Linked DNA regions of Mus musculus: region 1 is linked to region 2. A link is a contact called in public promoter capture Hi-C data. All regions are on one chromosome and are shown on one strand. Each heading gives the region's core, a stretch centred on a gene start, on an enhancer-like site or on the middle of the called end of the contact. The rest is flanking DNA. Distances are from core to core; before and after follow the strand shown.

Region 1 (4,022 bases), core at 370-2,869, 410 kb after region 2:
AGCCAGGGAGGGTAAAAACTTTCCATTGTGGTTGCTTTGGGGCCACTTGTGCTCCAGGCAGTAGCCCTTCACCCATGCTCTGTAAGCTCAATAAGCTCATTGGTTCCCCAGGGGAGCTTGATGGGTCTGAAGTTTGGTTTGTTATTGGTACCTTAGAAAGAAGGAGATAGATTGTCTAGGCACCTGCCAGTTAAAAAAAAATTCTCACAACAAGGTCTTTCAGTAGCTTGAAGTCCACCATGAGTGCTGTTTGGGCCTGAGTGGCTTAATAACATATATAAAATTCTGTTCGATCAGACATGACCTTGGACCCTTGGTTGTGGGTGTCCAAATTAGCTGCTTGGTGCGCAGACTGGAAGAGGGGCCTCAGGAAGAGCTGGAGGTTTATTAAGGCTCTTGGGAGAAGACAAGAGTCTGAAAGATGACATCGTCATGGCTTCCAGGTCATTGAAGACCATGAGTTGAGAAAGCAACATCTAGAGACTAAGGGAAATGCTGAGTACTAAGAATATGACTTCCTACTAGGCTACTGTCAGTGGGAATTACAGGGAACGAAAGGGCACTGAGGCATCTGCCACAGTCTGCCAACTGTGCTGCCCTCTGTGAGTTGCCAGCTGCTTAAGACAATAAACAGACAATGGCTATCAGTGGATAAGATGAGTGAATTCCCACAGAATAGGAAAGATAGTTTACTTTGTCCTGAAACATAGGATAGCTCAAGTTTTCTAAATGATGTTTTTCATATTACATTTACAAATTATTATCTGACATTGTATCTTGAAGATAGTCAATGTGAGTTACGAAGCAATTAAACAATAGAGATTTATAATTTTCTATATTCATATGTCAGTTGCTATTTTTTCTCTAACGGGGGACCAGATTTGATTCACAACAGCTATATGGCAGCTCTCAAATATATGTATCTGTAATTCCAGGGAATCTGATATGCTTTTCTGACATCTGAGGACACGAGGTTCCTAAGTGTGCACAGACATACATGCAGACAAAATATCTATACAATTCAATTTTAAATTAAAATGAAAGATGTCAATTTAATGTACCAAGATACTAAATCTTTGCAGGAATACACATTATTTTCTCACTTTCCACTGTAGACTTTTTTTTTTTTATATAAATAGTCACTATCACTTTAAAAAGTGAGTGGGCAGGCACAACAACATATCAGACTAAAGAACATTTGATATAGTAGTCTTAGACTTCGGAGAGGGATAGGTTCTAAACCTAGGCTTTTTAGGTAAGTTTAGTGAAATCTCCGAGTTACTATCCTTTCCCCTGTTAATGGCGGTAACAGGAGGGATCACAGGGAGGACTAAATGAGATAATTCATAATTTTACTGTAAACGGGAGCCTGAAATAGAAAATGAGATAATTCATAATTTTACTGTAAACGGGAGCCTGAAATAGAAAGAACTTAATGCTACAATAACAACAGAACGTAGACCAACAACAAAATAACAATTTAGCATTAATTATAGATATAGTGGTGTCTCTGTTGAGCAAAAATGAGAGCTGGCTAAGGAACCAGATTAGTGTGCGGGAAAAACTACATTTCCCAGTAGGCTGTGGCCCAGGGGCTGTTTTCTCCTATTTCCGGGTATGTCACATGACTCTCAGGCTGCGCTATGGCGGAAGCAGAGGAGCAGGTAAACGCTGGCAGAACTAGTTCGGGGCAGCCGGGAGCTGGAGACCCGAGCGAGGGGTTCTGGGACGCGGAGTGCCAGGAACGTGGCAGCTCTGACCGGGCGAGTTGGGGTGGCCCTTCTCCGCGCGGATAGCGCCTTGCACACCCGCTCTGTCCGAGCCGGCCTTGCCTGGGCTCAGCCCTTCTGGTTTATGTTAAATGGGATTTTTTGAAAAAGGCAAGTTAAGAGTAGACTGCTATGCAAGGCTTTAAGGATTATTCCCGTTGCTGGCAAGACGTAGATGGAAACGTCCAGCTATAGCTGAGAAGTGGCATTGAGGTGCTGAGTACAAATTATTGCCTTTTTTTCATACAGACGTTCTGATATAGGGCGAAGGACAAAATTAAATGAAACTAACAAAATAGAAGACTCAGGCTAAAACTCGGAAGAGATTCCTTAAGTATATGTATATATGTGTATGTGTGTATATGCATATACATATATGTATACACACACACACATAGAAGCATATATATGTATGTATCATCTACCATATTTCCCCCTCATATATTAAATGCCCTGCTTGCCAGTTTCTGTGATGTTCCTTAAGACATGCATGGTGATGCTCTGTTTACTGTCCTAAGAGACATTTACTAGTGGACTTTTTACTGTTCACATCTGTGCTTTATTTTGAGTGTGCCAAAAGTTACGGAATTTGACAAGGAAAAATTTGGGTTTTGTCATTACGTTAACAAGAGCCTCTTTACTATCATTTGTGCAAACTGTCTTTTGCAGTGCAGGTCCGAGGCAAAAGAGTTTTCCTTCCCAGCAGACCTTGCTTAGTTTGACTACTGCAAGGTGGCTTTTCACATTGAGCATTTTCATTTCACGTTGAAATACAGTTGTGGTTTTGTAGTAAAACAAACATCCAAGTTAAGTTTTTAGATTAGACCCAGTGTGATAGAAATATGGAGTAGCCCTTGTATTCCCACTCATGCAGAAGAGGAATTTGCCAAGGCTGTCTGATGTTAAAATGTAGAAAATCAGGCAGATAACCTGATTCACAGTTGTGCAGTGCTTTCGAGCTTAAAAAGATCCTCACACATGGCATTTGGTCCTTCTAAAAGAATTCTGTGAGGTAAATATTTATTCTGATATGGAAGTCATATACAGCCTCCATGTCCTAAATCCTCTTGTCCCAAACTGTGGTAAAACAGTGCCCATATTGTAATCACCCTAAAGGGCCTTGAGTATCCACCCCTTCCTCGGTTCTGTGACTCTGTAAGCCACTCTGTCTCATGCTGCCTTTCTTGCTATTCTGTAACCAGTCCAGGCCTGTACCCACGCAGGACCTTTGCTCACACTGCCCCTTTTCATGATCTCTGACGTCTACAAGGCCTTCTCCCTTACTGTCCTCAGGCCTCTGGGATGGTGTGCTTTCCGATTGTGGCTCATTCTTTGAAACCACCTTCTGATGTTCGTCTACATAATACTTATGATCTTAAGCTTTTTATTTCTCCTTGTATATTCTCACTTCTGCTTGCCACATGATAAATATTTATTCATTACTGATGGCTGATATTGGGATATTGCTTAATACTTAATATATTAAATGATTGAATTTTACAGAGAAATGAATTGAAATGCAGTCAGTTTGAACTGTCTCATGCTTACATCTATAATGTTTTAGTGTCATGTCTCCAAAGCTCACATTTTCTTCACACTACCTTGTGTCTTAAAATATGCTGAAGAACCTGTCTAAATTTTATATATGAATATGTGTGTGTATATATGTGTGTGTGTGTGTGTATATATGTATGTATGTGTATATATATATATAAAAACTTTATGATGTGGAATAGCCCTTATCATCTTCATGGTTTTCCATTTAGCCCTTATTCCTGCTGTAGTGTTTTCACAGCTGATGTACTTTTAGGAAATGCATTCTTCTCCATTGCTATCAGGGCAGCCTTGAGAAAGACCAGTAGTCTACTGCCTGTTGCAGAAAGAAGCAGACATTCATAAATTGTTTTATGAATTCATAAAAATTGCTATGTCAAAATATAAATAAATAATATTCATATCATTAGTTTAAACATGAGTAGGTTTTTCTTTTTCTTTTTTTTTTTTTAAGTCTGGATTGGTGCTGCTAATATTTTGGCACCTTGAATATTATTTGAAAACCGTGACATCCTTTTTTCTTCTTACTGGGTATGTTAGGAGTTGGCATGTGTATTTAAATGAACTATCATGACAAATTACAGAGTGAGGCAAAACATTTTCTTGGTACCCTGTCCTGTAAGTGCAAAATTTCTCCCAAGATGAATAGCTCAAAATTAAGCCCATTGGCTTATCTTTCCTGACTGTTGTGTTCTTTGA
Region 2 (4,325 bases), core at 451-2,950:
TGCCTTCCAGCTCTACACATTGTCATTTACCTCTTAATTACAACATGCTTTTCTTTCTTTCTTTTTCCTTCCTTTTGATTTTTACATGTTGGCCCTTTACCTCCCATCATGCTATGCAGCAGGCACTCCATCATTGATAACCACTATTTTTTTTTCAGCACCATGATAATAAAATTAAAGGCAGATTATTTACAAAACACTTCAAAAATCATTACAGGGAAACACAGAGGGCCAAAGCCAGGGCTGGGGTAAGAGTAATTCCTGCAGAACCTGATGGGTGGGACAGAGAGCATGGTCTGAGTATGGTCCTGCTGTGGTTGACTGGGGCAGTTGGATCGTTCGGCAGCCTTTGTGGTGAATCTTGTGCATCTCGTATCCCATATCCCAAAGTAAAACAGTTTTACTACTGTTCATGTCTCTGCTATAATGAGACACTTGGAACAGGACCCTAGTTTAAACATGGAATTAATTTGTTTCCCATCTACCCTGTACACTTAGCCAGAAGGCAATTTTATATGGTATTTTTAGTATGTCAGTTTGCTGAAATTTCCATTTAAAGAGTTGTGTTAATAATCAGATTTTCGAGCATTTTGGAGTCTTATATTAGGGATGTTCAACCTGTATTACATCCTTTTGGGATACGGTCATGTTTATCATGACTTTGAACCCCTTAGCCTGGTCAGTACAGACTCACATCTGACCAGTGTTCATATAGCTATTCTCCAAGACCAATTAAAGTTCTTTCTTGGATACATTTTAGCCATACAACTGTCATTAAAATTTCCTGCAGATCCTTGCCAAGGGAATTCAGAGGGTGGGTCAAACACAAACTCAGCTGGATTCCAGCCTCTGATAAAGGACTGGCGAATCCAAGTCTTCACAAGAATTCTCTCTCCCAGTGGGGAGAGATGCTTTGATACATCTGAAACCTGCACTTCCAAGGAGAAGGCAGACACCTTTCTCTTCCTGTTATTATTTGATATGTTAGCAATTAGAAAGTGTCCGGGCTTTTGAACACGAAGGGTTAAACGCACTTCCACTGGTAAAGGATTCTTCCAGAAAACTCCTTGGAGACACTCATAATTAATTTGATCTTCTCCAGTCATTAGCTCAGAGTCATAGCGACGTGTCCGCACACTGCTCTATTAATTCACTGGAGATCACTTCCCAGGATTCATTTAGTTAAGCAGCACTGTTGGATTACATTTTAAACCCCTTAAAAATAGTTGTAATTGATGTCTGTTTACAGAAGCTTAGTTTAATGGAGTCCACGCTGGATGGAAAGGGTGCTCACCAGCCTCAGAGGGTGGCTTATATACAGCTCAGCTGCAAAAGTACCAAGTTGAATTAAAAACACTGCTGACGAAATAATTATTATTAGAAACTCTCCTTGTTTTAATGTTCACAGTTGCATATAAATTGTGAAGCCTTTCTCTTGCAACAGTGGGGAGGACTGACTGGAAGCTGCCTGCCCCTATAGAAAGGTACATGGAAACCTTGTAAATACGTCTACTTTATTTTCAATATGCCAGACATGGGTTACAATCATGTGGGTGATATTTGAAGAGAAGCTGTGGATATAAAATGTGAAATTCTCTAAAGGAAGTAGGCCAGAAAGGCAGTTACACTACCTTAAGTTTCTCCTATGTGTCCTTGCTCCAAAGCCACGACAGAGCTAGCGGGGCAGTGAGTCACCGGAAGTGGTCAGTGGAGTAAACACCTGGGCCTCAGGCCTGGGAGCGCCACTGGCTTGAACTCTTTAGATTTCAGAGGTAATTAGAATAGAATTTTCATAATTTATAGTAAACTTATTGGCTCTCTCTCTCTCTCTCTCTCTCTCTCTCTGTCTGTCTCTTTCTTCCTTCCTTCTTTCCTTCCTTTCTATCTCGCTTTCTTTCTCCCCCTCCACCACTTTGTAAAGAGCAATCAAGAAGTGCCTGAGGTATGCGTTTGACCTTTCTGTTTATTTCAGCAGGCCTGCTTTTCTCTGCCTGGACAAACTTTACCTTTCCTTCAAAGTTCAGCCTTTGGCCTAACAGCCTCTTCTAATAATCCTTCTCTGACAATAAGAGCAAATACTTTTATGTTGCAGAGACATTTAGAGGTTTTTCTAATCAATTTAGGATGCCTTCTTGGATTCATTCCTTGGAACAATTCTTTGTGATATTTAAGAAGTATATGTTAGTTACCAGTATTTTCACAAACATAACACAGCTGCTCCTTTGTGTCCAAAGGTCCCACATTATAGATTCAAATGTATTTTAAAGATGTTTTAAAACATTTATACTGGTGCTGAAAATGTATAGACATTTTTTCTTATCACAGCTCCCTAAGCAAATATACAACATTTATATTGTATTGGGCATTGTAATGAATCAAGGTATGATCTTAAGAATATAGAAAGATATAGCCTTTTATGTGGAAATACTGTGCTGTTATATTTAAGGGTTGAGCGTCTGCAGATGTTCATATTCTTGAGAAGATTCAGGACCCATTCCCTTATGAATATCAAGAAATGATTGTCTTATTACACTGATATATGCATATATGGCCACTCTTGTCTCTTTATGTGATTAAAACATAAAACATGACTAGAAACAATTTAGGGTTTATTTGGCTTACACTTTCAGGTCATAGGCTCTCATTGAGGGAAGTCAGGGCAGGGACACAAACAGGAATCTTGAAGCAGAAACCCTGGAGGAGCTCTGCTTGCTGGGCTACCTTGTTCTAAGGCCCATGCTTAGCTAACTTATATATTCCAGAATCATTTGCCTAGGCATGGCATTGCTCACAGTGGGCTGGGCCATCCTAGACCAATTAAGACAGTCAAGAAAATCTTTTAAAGGTATACCCTATTCTAATATGATAAAGACAATTACTCAATCAAGATTTTTCTTTTATGATATGGTTCTAGGCTATGTTAATTTAACAGTTAAAGCTAAGTGGGAGGATGGTACGCTCTGTGAATAAAATCAGGGTATTATAATGCCGTGATGTATGCCCCGTTTGGGATGGAAGTTAGTGATAGAACTTGGGGGGTTTAGATAACACATGTTTTTCTTATTCTGTCAGATGCAATAAGCACAATAAGAAAATGTGAAGTACGTGCAAATGGCAGTGCATGCTTGTATGTGTGTATGCAAATGTTTGTACATCTACAAGTCCTCTTCCATTTGTAATGGACATCAACACAAACAGGCTCATCCAAAGTGGAAAACAACATCAATGCAAAATGCATTTTACTACTCCAACCTAGAGTACAGCGCACTACAGGGGATACACTTTTTCCTTGCTGATCAATGTGGCTGGCTATGAGTTGTAGCTTGGGGTTTAACTCAGCACCCAGAGAGGATTATGTTGTACACTGTAAGTCTGGGTGAAGATACTACTTCAATATTCACAATATTGTTTCTCCTGGTTGTTTATGGCTTTCACTTCACCACAAATATGAAAAACCCTAAGTCTAACTACAGTAAGTTGGGAATCATCTGTAAGAGGTTACACAAGCCAAAGAAAACTGTAAATCTTACCAGAATCTTCAATTTTCTTTACTTTATCCAGGCTATAGCCTTGTTAAACAGTGCAATGCCATGTACCTTAATAAGCAAATACATAGTCTTCTGGTCTTTAAACGTCTACTTAAGCTCAAAATTAAAGGGTCAGTTTAAACAATACAGGAATAGTAAGATGCTTAACAGAGAACACTATACTATACAGTATGTGGATGAAGCATTAAAACAAGACGCGCTAGGTGTGATTAGGTACAATATTGAATACTATTAATTGCTAACTGTTTTAAGGTCATGGGCAATATCAAAACACATTTTTCTTATTTTAATAATACTGAAAAGAAAAAAAAGAAACCATCTTTCCTTTATTTCTTGACAAATTGGGTCCAATTTTAGTTTTCTTTTTCATGCTTTTCTGTATTTTTAAATTTCAAAATGGACTGCCTCTTTGCAATAATAAAAGGAACATAAGAGACATCTCCTCAAAATGTGTGCTGATTTTCTGGGGACAGCATGTGGTTTCACAACACGAGCAAAACAAATTGCCACAATCATCTTTAAGGTGATCTCACACTGGATGGGCTGAGCGCCCTCCCTTTGGAAACCCGAGATACTTGTCTCTCTTCAGTCAAATAAAAGTGAAGAGAAATGGTGATTTTTTTTTTTTTTTTTGAGCAACAGCACTCTTGTTGTCAGACAGAAGAAAAAGGGAGTTGGGTACCATTCACAGAAAACGCCCAGGGTAATTTTGTTAAGTATATGTTACAGGTTCCAGTGCATTTTACATTAAAAAAAAAAAACCCTCTAATACCAAGA

The links. Promoter capture Hi-C pulls out the DNA fragments that hold promoters and counts their contacts.
Region 1: a promoter capture Hi-C map of trophoblast stem cells shows a contact between it and region 2, with 3 times the contacts expected there. The contact joins the promoter of Vps41 here to the enhancer-like site in region 2. A contact is called at or near these places in 7 of 39 promoter capture datasets (cranial neural crest, embryonic stem cells, epiblast stem cells and 4 more) and 1 of 9 other capture datasets (embryonic stem cells).

Annotation. Positions count from the first base shown.
Region 1 is chr13:18,715,673-18,719,694 of GRCm38.p6, forward strand. It overlaps Vps41 (VPS41 HOPS complex subunit), which reads left to right and starts at 1,620. Exons shown (of 29, transcript NM_172120.4): 1 at 1,620-1,664. The coding sequence starts at 1,644.
Region 2 is chr13:18,308,146-18,312,470 of GRCm38.p6, forward strand. The region is part of intron 3 of Pou6f2 (POU domain, class 6, transcription factor 2); the gene reads right to left. Among named protein-coding and RNA genes, the nearest start is that of Gm31832, 29 kb to the left of the region's middle. Within about 2 kb of position 1,701, at least 9 of the 459 cell types and tissues checked have an H3K27ac peak or open chromatin away from gene starts, as enhancers often do. A contact at or near this core is called in trophoblast stem cells, where this site is marked.